2 separate regions of the Triticum aestivum genome follow, and region 2 is linked to region 1. A link is a contact called in public Hi-C data. All regions are on one chromosome and are shown on one strand. The core of a region is the stretch at or near the end of the contact, and the rest is flanking DNA. Distances in the headings are between cores, read along the strand shown. Region 1 holds the start of LOC123130979 (methyltransferase-like protein 7A). Region 2 holds the start of LOC123128389.

What was found. A called contact is a pair of places that touch in the nucleus more often than the background predicts.
Region 2: a contact with region 1 is called in a Hi-C map of leaf, with 3 times the contacts expected there. The contact joins the promoter of LOC123128389 here to the promoter of LOC123130979 in region 1. A contact is called at or near these places in 2 of 5 Hi-C or Micro-C datasets (both in leaf).

What each region holds. Positions count from the first base shown.
Region 1 is chr6A:545,149,561-545,155,212 of IWGSC CS RefSeq v2.1, reverse strand. It overlaps LOC123130979 (methyltransferase-like protein 7A), which reads left to right and starts at 2,473. Exons shown (of 6, transcript XM_044550759.1): 1 at 2,473-2,749; 2 at 2,859-2,954; 3 at 3,427-3,645; 4 at 3,745-3,841; 5 at 4,917-4,979; 6 at 5,106-5,405. The coding sequence starts at 2,543. The coding sequence ends at 5,299.
Region 2 is chr6A:545,650,974-545,656,909 of IWGSC CS RefSeq v2.1, reverse strand. LOC123128389 reads left to right here and starts at 2,506. Exons shown (of 2, transcript XM_044548372.1): 1 at 2,506-3,023; 2 at 3,144-3,648. The coding sequence starts at 2,670. The coding sequence ends at 3,458. LOC123128388 (probable serine/threonine-protein kinase SIS8) reads left to right here. Exons shown (of 13, transcript XM_044548371.1): 8 at 349-427; 9 at 536-634; 10 at 713-781; 11 at 1,330-1,379; 12 at 1,466-1,642; 13 at 1,776-2,304. The coding sequence ends at 1,890.

The sequences.
Region 1 (5,652 bases), core at 1,224-3,723:
ATGACATCTATGTCCTGCGGAGATCTCATCAGTTTGTAAGGCTAGCTGGTGGTACTTCTTCACCTTGTAACTTCACACTGAACGATGATAAGTATGACAAAGGTCAAAGGCTACTATCTAGTCAATGGCACCTATCCATCTTTGTCAATATTTATGAACAGGGTATCTAATACCGAGAGTAGGAAACCTAAGCATATCGCCAATGTGCAGGAGGCTTAGAGGAAAGACAATCCGAGGGCATTTGGAGTGCTGCATGCAAAGTTTTCAATTGTCCGAGAGGATGTCTTACAAATATTATAGCATGTTGTGTGGTCATACACAACATAGTCATAGAATATGATAGGGATATCGCAATCCCAACTGACTGAAGATATTGGCACAATTGCCAGGCCTCACAAGGACAGAAGCCGCAATTAATCATTTCTTGAGGCGTACCAAAAGATTTAAGACTGGGCGTTCCATCATCAGTCAAAGGAGAAACTAACTGAGCATCATTGACAGCTAGTTGGAAGATAATATGTTTAAATTTGTTTAAAGTTAATTTATTTTTTACTTTCACAATTTATTTGATTGTATTATTTATTGCATTTGGATTATGTGATATTTTTTATTAATGGTTTGTAATAATATTTGTTGAATTATTGCAACGTTTGATATAAATTGTAAACAAGATATAGAAACAAAGAAAATTTGAAGACTATATTACGGCGACTATGTGTTTGTGGACAGCCCTGCAAAAATTATGTACTATGCTTCATGTGTGTTATGGAAGTTACCGTTATGGCTACATTTGCGAAAGTTGCTCTAACTGTGCACACACGGCGAAAGGAGACCTCCTATTCCGCGAGCTACATGTGGCGTCATTAGGAACACACAACCCACTGTCTTCCCTCGTGTTTGCCGCCCTGCATTTCAGTTGACACGGTTGAACCGGTGTCCCCCACCACTCGTTTTCGCTGTCATGTTGCCTCCCCTGGTCAACCTCTTCCCCTACTTTCTTTCCAACCCCACCCTTCCCCTCTCCAACACCAGTACGCTACACGAGCACCCCCACCCCCACCCACAAGCTTCATCCTCGCCTCCACTGTGTTGCGGCCAGCTCTAACGTGATCCCATCCTCGCTTACACATGTGCCAACAGTGCTTGTTGTCACGTCCTCGTTGGTTCAGGCCCATTCCCCGTCGTACGTTCACCACCAAGTTTGTCGCAAATTGTTGTTTTGTGTCACCACCTCTCCGCCGCAATCCTTCCTCGCCTACACATGAATAGTCACGGCTCACCATTGTGTCGTCGTCGACTCATACTCAGTTCTTCGTTGTCCGTCAACCACCACTTCTGCTCACCACCGTAGCTCCACCCTCGTCTCGCCAAGCTCGAGCTTCCTAGGACACGATGTTACGCGGGCGAGAGCTCCTATTCTTCGCGCCGCGTCGTGCAAAGCGAGGAATCACGCACACCCCCCCCCCCCTTCTCGTGTGCGCACTTTGGGCCAGCCCAAGTGTGAGGCGAGGTGCCCTGTTTTTTGTTTCTTTTTTTTGCTTGTTTTTACTTCGAAAATGTTCACGAATCCCAAATCTGAAAAAATGTTCATGACTTTATAAAAAATGTTCGGGGTTGTTCACGAATTCAAAAGAATGTTTTTAACTTTCAAAACATCATGAATTAAAAAATGTCCATGATTTCAAAAATTATCTGCAATTTCAAAAAACAATTACGGTTATGAAAAATTTCATAACTAAAAAATCATGATTTTGAAAAGTGTTCATGAAATAAAAAAATGATATGTATTTTGAAAATCTTCAGTGATTTCATAATTTATTTGCAAACCTGAAAATTTTCACAATTTTACAGGATATTCACGTATTTAAAAAAATTGTTCAAAATTTTAAAGGTGTTCTTCATTTTCTTAAAAAATCAAGAATTTCAAAAAATATTCGGGGATTTAAAAAAACTTTGCAAGTTGAAGATTTTAAAAAATGAAAATAACAATAAAGGAAATAATAATGAAAAATGTTTAAAAAAAACTGGTTCAAGAAGGGTTTCGAATAAGAAAACAAAAACCGACGAAGAGAAAACCACAAGAGTGAAGACTAGTAGAGACTCGTCTTTTTTCATTCTTTGCTCCTTTTTCATTCAATGATTCCTTCGAATTTGCTAGCCTTCCTCGAAACCAGTGGGGGAAAAGGTACAACGGGTCGTCTCTTTGTACAGAGGACGAGGCGTGCCGGAGGGTGCACCTTTGATTACTATTCCCCGAGCTACGCGGGGAATAGGATTCGCCGCGTCGGGCGTTTGCCTAGGAAAGCCCATAGAATATCGTTTGCCTAGGGAAAGCCCATAGAATATCGTTAAAAGGAGTATGTCCAGATATTGATGGGCTCGGCCTAACTAAATATGGGATTTTGGGCTTTCGATGTCCCGGCAATTTATAAGCCTAACCGTGTCAGATTCTCAAAGAAAAAAAAACCGTGTCAGAGCGTTGTGGTTTACGCCTTCGAGCCTGGTTCACGTACTCCTCTCCCCGTTCCCCAACATCTTCGGCATGCGGTGCCTCGTCGCGCTCCCGGCGGTCGCCGTCCCCAGCCGCGGCTCACATCCTAACCTCAAACCCCGCCGCAGAAGCACTCTAGTAGCTATCCTTGGGAGATGCCGCTGCGGCCGCCGCCACCTCCTTGGTGCATCCTCTGCCGCCGGCCTCCTCCATCTCGTCAACCCCCCGTGCCTCGCCGCCCCAGCCATCGACCCCGCCGTAAGCTCCTTCACGCCCAATCTTATTCCGGTCACCAATTCACTATCTGCGATGCAAATTACATGGCTTCGTGACAATCTTATATTTTACTTGGTGTGGCTTGGTGCAGGTGATGCTTGAACGGGTGCACCCAGCGAGGCCTGGCTGGTACGAGAAGCTTTACGCGACGGCCATGGACAAGGGCATGCAGTCTTATGAAGCCGAGGTATATAATTTTCCCCTAATATTTGTTCCACTGCTTTATCATTCCCAAGTTTGTCACGTGTTAACCAACTTCCATGAGACAACTCATCATAGGATTGCAAGTCTGTGTCAGCAACTGGGCAGCTAACTGAACCCACCGAACCCAAATTCTCGGATGTTTCAATCTGTGATATTGCCGGTCTGGTTTCCTATCTGATTGAATTGCACAATATGACATAGTGAACTCGTGATTCGTGAAGCGTCTCAAGTAATGCATACTTTTATTTTCATCCGGTGAGAAGATAAATGTCAGAAGTGGGCACTTGGAGTGCTGTTCTGTTAAGTGTTAGTACTTATTTGTTATATCCATGATCACCTGATCAGTAGTTTTAGTTTTCCTATAAAAAATACAGTCATATGTTTTCAGGAACGGAGATGTGATATTTACAACGTGTTATGTTCTCACTAAACATTTCACTTGGTGAAGCTTGCAGATTGCGCAGTATAAATCGAATCTCTTCTCCCAATTGTCAGTTGCGGGGGAGAACATTCTGGAGCTTGGCGTTGGAACAGGCCCCAACTTAAAGTACTATGCAAGTGCTGATGGTGTAAATGTAACTGGGGTAGATCCTAACATGTACATGGAGGAGTATTCTAGAGCAGCAGCAAATTCTGCCGGGCTTCCGCAATCAAATTTCACTTTCAGAAGAGGGGTATGGAAGTATGATGCCTTATGAGTTATGATCATGGACTAGGTGTCTGCTTACATTTTGTTAGCATGAGAACTGTTTTGTATGCATGGCTTTACCTAGGTCGCCGAAGCTTTGCCAGCAGAGGATGATTCCATGGATGCAGTTATTGGTACATTGGTGCTGTGTTCGGTAAAGGACACTGATATGGCATTAAGAGGTAACATAGTTCTAAGTTTATGTCATCTGAGAACTTCAGTTTTGTTGGTAAGGCAATTAGATGGGCTAAGCTATCCATGTGCCAAAACCATGACTAGGTTTCGACATCTTATGGGGGTTTCAACTTTAGCCTACCCGAACTTGCTTGGGACTGGAAGACTTTGTTGTTGTTGCAATTAGATTGGCTAAGAAGATACCACTTTATGACACATTCTCTATACCATCAGTTTGCCTTCCAACAGACAAAACGCATCATACTATTATCTTTTGGCTAAATGGTAACTGCCTAACTGGATTGTCCTCTGTTGATGCACTAAGATGGAAATATTTAACCCGATATACTGTTCAACATAGGGCATTCATTTACCGATAACTCCTACATACAGAACATTGAATTGCAGAGCAGTGTGTTGGCGAATTCCTAGTCAAAAAACATTTCAATGGTAAAATGACTATGATGCTATGTCATCAATTCTTGTCTAGTTAAAAGTCATTATCATTTCCTTAGGAGTACCATTTGCATTACTTAATAATGATGCATGGATTATTGGCATTGCATTTGCTATAAATAAATATTACATAGTACTCCCTCCGTCCCAAAATTCTTGTCTTAGATTTGTCTAGATACGGATGTATCAAGTCACGTTTTAGTATTAGATACATCTGTATCTAGACAAATCTAAGACAAGAATTTTGGGACGGAGGGAGTATGTTGTTTAACTGGGGCACCTAAGTTTTCCCTTCCTTTTATCTTTCTGTTTGGCTTCTTTGTGGTTTTTGTCTTTGCTTTCGGGCATTGGCAGCTCTTTTCTTCAACCTTTGGTCTGAGATTGCTGCGTTTGTATTCTTGGCCTGTTTGGCCTTTTTGAATATTATGTAGAGATCTCTCTACCTTCGTTTCAAAAAGACTACAGACCACACTCTGGCCTCCATTTTTACGCATCACACTGACCATGAGTTGAGGTTATTGGCTAGTTGGCTACTGACCTAAGTTCCATTTCTATGTTTCGGTATTTCCTTTCCTTTTAAGAACCACCATTTTCTATTTGAATAACTCTGGGCATTAACTTCTGCAGAAATAAAGAGAGTCCTAAAGCCCGGTGGTCTCTACCTATTCATTGAGCATGTTGCTGCAGCAGGTACCCCCAGCTACTAGCATGCATAACCTCTGGTGGTTGCTTGTTAATTGTTATTCTATGTTGAAGACATATGTCCCTGTGCTGCTGTGCATTGCTTGATTTCCTGCTCATTTTGTCCGCTCGTAGATGGTTCCTTCCTCCAGTTCGTGCAAGGTGCCCTTGATCCTCTGCAGCAATTTGTCGCTGACGGGTGCCACCTCACCAGGAAAACAGCTGAAAACATCAAGGAAGCCGGGTTCTCGAGCTTGAGCCTGAACGCGGTGCGCCTGTCATCTGCATATATCGTTAGCCCCCATGTTTATGGTGTAGCCTATAAATGACATACTCTGCCTGTTTGGGACGGAACTCTGTGTGGTTTATTCTGAGATAATACTCGTACTGGCACATTTCTGCTCAGTTATTGCCCCTGGAGGCCTTTCCCTTTTTTTTTCTTGAGTAAATCCTGCAGGCCTTGCTGGGCAGGCCTTGTTGTTTGCATTTCTATGAAATGGACAGGGGCGGATGCCCTTTCTCTCTCTATAAAAACTGCAGGCCTTTCCATAGGCCGAATGGCCTACCAAAACGTCTTATACGTATTTTTTAATGGAGATAGTAAATTTTTTTTTTGAGAAAACGATAGTAAATGGGTTGGCTGTGCTTGATGAAGGGCTAGAAAACATTACCATCGTAAGGA
Region 2 (5,936 bases), core at 1,257-3,756, 500 kb before region 1:
TGCTTTGTAAGTCGAGCTAATTTAACATTAAGTGAGAGCAGTTTGTAACTCAAGCTAATTTAACATTAAGTGAGAACAGACAAGTATCTCACACATTCCAGAATGCTCGTCAGCAACCCCCTTTAAGGAGCGCACATTAGATTGCTGACAAGTGATTCTATTAAGGATACAGTTATCTGCTCAGAAATAAACATGAAACGATTTGGAGGCTGATATAAATAGTAGAGAACACATGTAACAGCTCCCCCCCCCTCTTTCATCTGTAACTATGTCCGCTTTAGTTCAATAACATTCTTTAAACGAGTTCACAGTATTTACTAATTACTAGGTGTGCTATTGGTATTACAGAGGTAGCTTGTTCCGGTTGATTCATCGACCTAACAACCTGTTGGATGAAAAGAGGCGGTTAAGAATGGCACTTGATGTGGTAAGACCAATACATGCTTTAAATATATCTGTCTGTAAGTTGTTGACAAATGCAGGCAACAAATACAGCTAATATATTGTTTACTAACTTGATTGCGACGGTCTGTAGGCACGAGGTATGAATTATCTGCATAATTGCACACCAGTTATAGTCCATAGAGACCTGAAATCTCCAAATCTACTGGTTGACAAGAACTGGGTTGTGAAGGTAACACACAAGTTCCATTATATCAATGGCATTCTGTCTTCTGTTTTTATTGCAAGCTATATAACCTTTTGCAATTAGGTTTGTGATTTTGGCCTATCAAGAATGAAGAACAATACCTTCCTATCATCAAGATCAACAGCTGGAACAGTAAGCTTGCATGATCCTGCAATTTCTGTATAACTTTTATTTTGTGTGAGCAGTGCTTTAAGCTTTAAGCTACTGCATATTTCCATCTGTGGGAGAGTATAGATGAACTTCTTTCTGCATGTTTAAATTTTGTTGAAGTGTACGAGTTCTCCAGTTCCGGAAACCGTTCTCTCCTCTCTTAATAAACGAATGCCATTGAACGGCTGGGAAGACATCAGAGGAAGCCAATTGCTAAAAACACACACAAGTGACCCCCTTTATTTTTTTTATTTTTGTGAAAAAGTGACCCCTTTTATTATACTAAAGTATTCTAGTTCAAAGTCCACAAATAGCTAGCGCCTAGCGGTGTAGTCACATAGTTCGCTAATGTACTTATGCTAGCGCACGGGATTAAGTGTCTTCGAATTTTGTTGCACTTATATCAGATAATTCTTGTACACTGGCGGAAAACAAAACTTGATTATGTTACATGTAGGCGTTCTTGTTTGCATCTGGGTGGTTCAAGTGCTCTACCATACTTATTACTAAATGTGTGCGTTGGTTTGCAGGCGGAGTGGATGGCACCTGAAGTTTTACGTAATGAACCATCAGATGAGAAGTCAGTCTACTGCTTAAAACCCAGTTCATATGTATTCATGTCTCACATAAATTTGTGCTTGCTGAAATGGTTGTGTATGTTGGCAGATGCGATGTCTTTAGTTACGGTGTCATACTGTGGGAACTTTGTACGCTACAGCAGCCTTGGGAAGGTATGAACGCAATGCAAGTCGTTGGAGCAGTTGGGTTTCAGAGTCGCCGCCTTGATATTCCAGACAACGTCGACCCCGCCGTAGCAGAGATCATAACAAGATGCTGGCAGACGTTAGTATGCCTAATCCTCTCGGTTGCAATTTCAATTGCACATCGTGCCTTCGTAATCGTCATCCGAATTCTTGTTCGGCAAATGTACAATTCCTAGTAGTCTGAATGTTCATGCCTCCTGTATTTGCTGCAGGGACCCAAGGGCGCGGCCTTCATTCGCGGAGATCATGGCTGCATTAAAACCATTACTGAAACCCTTGCCCGCGAGCCAAGCACCAAGGCAGAGAGTACAGCAAACAGACGGGTAAAAGTGAAACGAAGATGAGCAGCTGCCCGGCGTCCATACCTACAGGAATTGTTTTTTTGTACAGCTACACCAAATGCGTGTGCAGAGTAAAGAGCGTGCGTGATGTTGGTCCGTTTGCTTTCCTGTAAAGATGTAAGTTCGTCCCAACAGTGGCATGAGCCGTATTAAGCCCGCCTGTCATCGATCCATTCACGAAGACGGACACTGTCAGACCATGTAACAGTTGAACAAGGAACTGACGTGGCGGTTGGAACAGGGGGCTTTGCTCATACCATCTCTCCTCTCCTCCCCTCCATTTCCCTCTTGTGTTTCCACCAAATGGTGGCTATATGTGCCAACACATGTAATGTAATGCTGTCAGGTGTCAGTCAGAACCAAAAGGAAGAAAAAGATGAAAAGCTTGTTCAGTTTGTGATCTGTTCCGGTTCCCAGGTTCCGGTGTTTCACTGCATACTCTCACCTGCTGCTGTGCTGCTATTTACAGGCAACAAGTACGTGCGTCGTGCCGTTTGCTGCACATCTCGACGGTCGTCAGGCAGCTGCAAATGGAGCGAGAGAAACCATCGGTCCCCGCCAGTCGCCGCGATCCTCGGGCGGGAAAAAGAGAACGCGCGCGACTTCCGCGCCCATCTCGGCATGACAGATTCCCAGCCGTGGAAACTCCCCGAGCGGCCCGCGCGATCCTCTTTCTTCTTCCCGTTTCTGCGTTTCCCGCGCTAGCAGAGCCCGTTCGATCCCTCTCCGGAGCCTCCAGCAGACGCGGACGAACGTGCGCACGGGATGGCGAGCATCTTCTGGGGCGGCGCCCAGGCCGACGAGGTGGCCGACTTCGACGAGCACGACCCCACCCCCTACGGCGGCGGCTACGACATCACCCTCACCTTCGGCCGCGCCCTCCCGCCCTCCGACGAGATCTGCTACCCCATCTCCACCGCCTCCACCTCCTCGTCCTCGTACGACAGCCACGGCGCGGCCGAGCAGCAGCGCAGGAGGCCGCAGGACCAGGACAGCCACGGCTCCGCAGGTCACGGGAGGAGGCCGGAGGAGACACACGGCTCCTCTGCTGGTTACGGGCAAGGGAGGAAGGCGCACGACGACGACGACGACCGGCCCAGCTACGGCCGCAAGAAGAATGTGAGTGCTCATCACGGCCACGGACTTTTGTTACGTTTCGGAATGCTTGGCGAGATGGGCCCACGGACACCGTTGACTCCGTTGCCCTGAGAATCATCTCTTTGCTGTATTTCTTTGTAGGATGACGACGATGACGAGGATAGGCAGCGGCGATACAAGAAGCGCGACGACGACGACGATGATGAGAGGAAGCCACGGCACAAGAAGCACGACGATGATGACGACGACGATGGCGAGAGGAAGCCGCGGTACAAGAAACGTGACGACGACGATGATGATGAGGATGACAGGAAGCCGCGTTACAAGAAGCGTGACGACGACGACGACGATGATAGAAAGCCACGTTACAAGAAGCACGACGACGATGACGACGACGACGATGAGAGGAAGCAGCGTCGCGGGAACAACCGCCGCCGCCATGATTACGATGACTGATCAAGGCATCCTGACATGAGTTTAGCTGACGCTAAATAAGTATAGTCGCGGCGGCTTTGCTTCGATGAATCACCAGTTCGTATTTTTTTTAAAAGCATTTTTCATTTCACTATTCACCGGCCAACATGCATCCAATATGCCTGAGATTCTCTTAGCAATAAATGTGCAGTTTGACCTGTTTGTGTTTCAATATGTGATTTTTTGTCCCAAGGGTTGTGAAATGCAGTTTTTTTTAAAAGGATAACCCCAGCCTCTGCATCAGGATTATGCATACAACCATATGTTATTAAGAATGCAAAATCGAGCAGCCGAACAACATCGAGTCGGCAATAAAGCGAAAAGAAAAATCCAAGGGTGCATGCCTCGCGACAGTAACTCCACCACATAACCACTAACCCTATGTTACACGACGACAATAAAATAAAAAAATACACAACTGCTAGGTTACGCCTTCAAGAAGGAATCATCGTACGTGCGCCGATGATAGCGAGTCCAACACATGGTTGAATTTCGGATTCTCATCCCTAAAGTCAAGCTTCAATCCACCACCATCAGCAAGGACACCGACACAGGCACACGTCGACATAGCCTGATTATAGATCTTGTGTTTTCACTGGAGTGCATAAAGTCGCCATTGAAGCCGAATGTACCATCTTCCCTTATCCGAGTACCAACGCCTTGATAATCGGATACCTATGGAGAAGACATCAGGAGACAGATGTCCCATATCGTCTGTCTCCCGCCATTGTCGCAACATCTTCGATCCATCAGCAACAGGCTAGCACATGAGACTTTCGCCAGAGCCACTGTGCAGCACGTGCTGATAGCAGGCATGACTTGACGTCCCCGCATGAGACATCGTGCGTAGCATCCACCGGAGGCTTCACCTACCGACGGCAGGCAGTGGTCGACGACTCCGAAAGAGATGCATGTGTTACCTTCTGAGCCGCATCGAACTTGATCTGTTGATGAAAGGGACGTCCCATGCTGCCACCAGCCTCAGAAGGCCGTCACCACCTCGAAATTCAGACTCCGCTTCGCTTGCATGACCACGGAGTCCGCCGCCGTCGAAGAAGAGGGGTTGCCGCCTTGATTCTGGGTGCTCCAGGAAGCACCCACCGCCGCACCAACCATTGTCGTCGCCCATACAACGACAACCAACGTCAGGACCGTCATATCCGCACGCCGCCCCATGCTCAGCCACACTTGACCTCTCATCACTATGACGAGAAGGCCACCACCAGCTCCGCCGGCCGAGGCCTCCACCCCGGCATCCACCGCCGCTGATAAACGGTGGTAATTATGTGACTGAAAATGTTATAGTTTACATCTCCTGTCCTTCTAGGGCACTGGGCAGCTGGTGATTACTGCTTCCTGCCGTAATTGCCCAGCGTATTGGCAACGCTGGTCAGTACACCGTGCATGTGCTCATGCGTGGTCCAGTATCCCGTATCAAGTTGATGCGTTTGTCTCCTTCGGCACTTCTCGTCTTTTGACATGTCCTTGGGCACTTCGCTGGCACTGCTACGCGCCATTTCTGTGCTCATTTAATCTCCGCCATTTGCGATCCGCCTGCCAAAGCAACGCGTTTCTCCTTCGGTAGCTTTTTTTCTTGACATGTCCTCCGGTGCTTCTCTGGTACGTACTCCGTACCATTTCTGATATATGTGCTCATTTAATCTCGGCGTCTTGAGTTTTGCCTTCCAAGCAACCGTGCCCGGGGACAGACAGTTCCTCACAACCTCGATGAGATGCAAGATGTTCCACATGCAAACTTGTAATCCTGACATGTTCTTTCCTTGATACTACTTTCTCCGTTCCGAATTACTTGTCGCAGATATAGATGTATCTAGATGCATTTTAGTTTTTTTTTGCGAGGGTAAAGGGAGTTTATTAAAGAGTTATAGAGTTACAGTCGAGAGGCCACAAGTCCTCAATATAAGGTGGAACCGAGCGCAGCCAGACAGCCGTGGCACGCTCGGTGCGGCTATACTTAGCCAACCGATCGGCAACTCTATTTTAAAGTCTTGAGGAAAAAACTCCCCAGTACCAAGAAGTGCTTTGATCTCCATGACGATTTGTCCATACGCCGAACGAAGAAGTGCATCATTTGTCAAGCTAGACAAAGCTTCAGACGAGTCCGTCTGAACCACCACCGGCAAGTCAGAGTGTTGTAGTGCTAAGGCCAAACCTTGCATGATTGCATGTAGTTCTGCTTCCAGCGGGTCATTGCAATAAAAGATGAAACGGTAGGCAGCCATTAGGACATCTCCTTTGTCATTTCTAAGCACCATACCAACAGCAGCAGATCCATCCTCCTTCAGGAACGAGCCATCAACTGATAGAGCCACCCTACCTGGCTGAGGCGCCGGCCATGGAGTCGATATGACCCTGCCCTTTTGGTCTGGTATCGGCATCTCCCCGGTTGACATTTTTCCGTTAATGATCTCCTCCGTAGTGTAGCATGCAGCCAGCTTA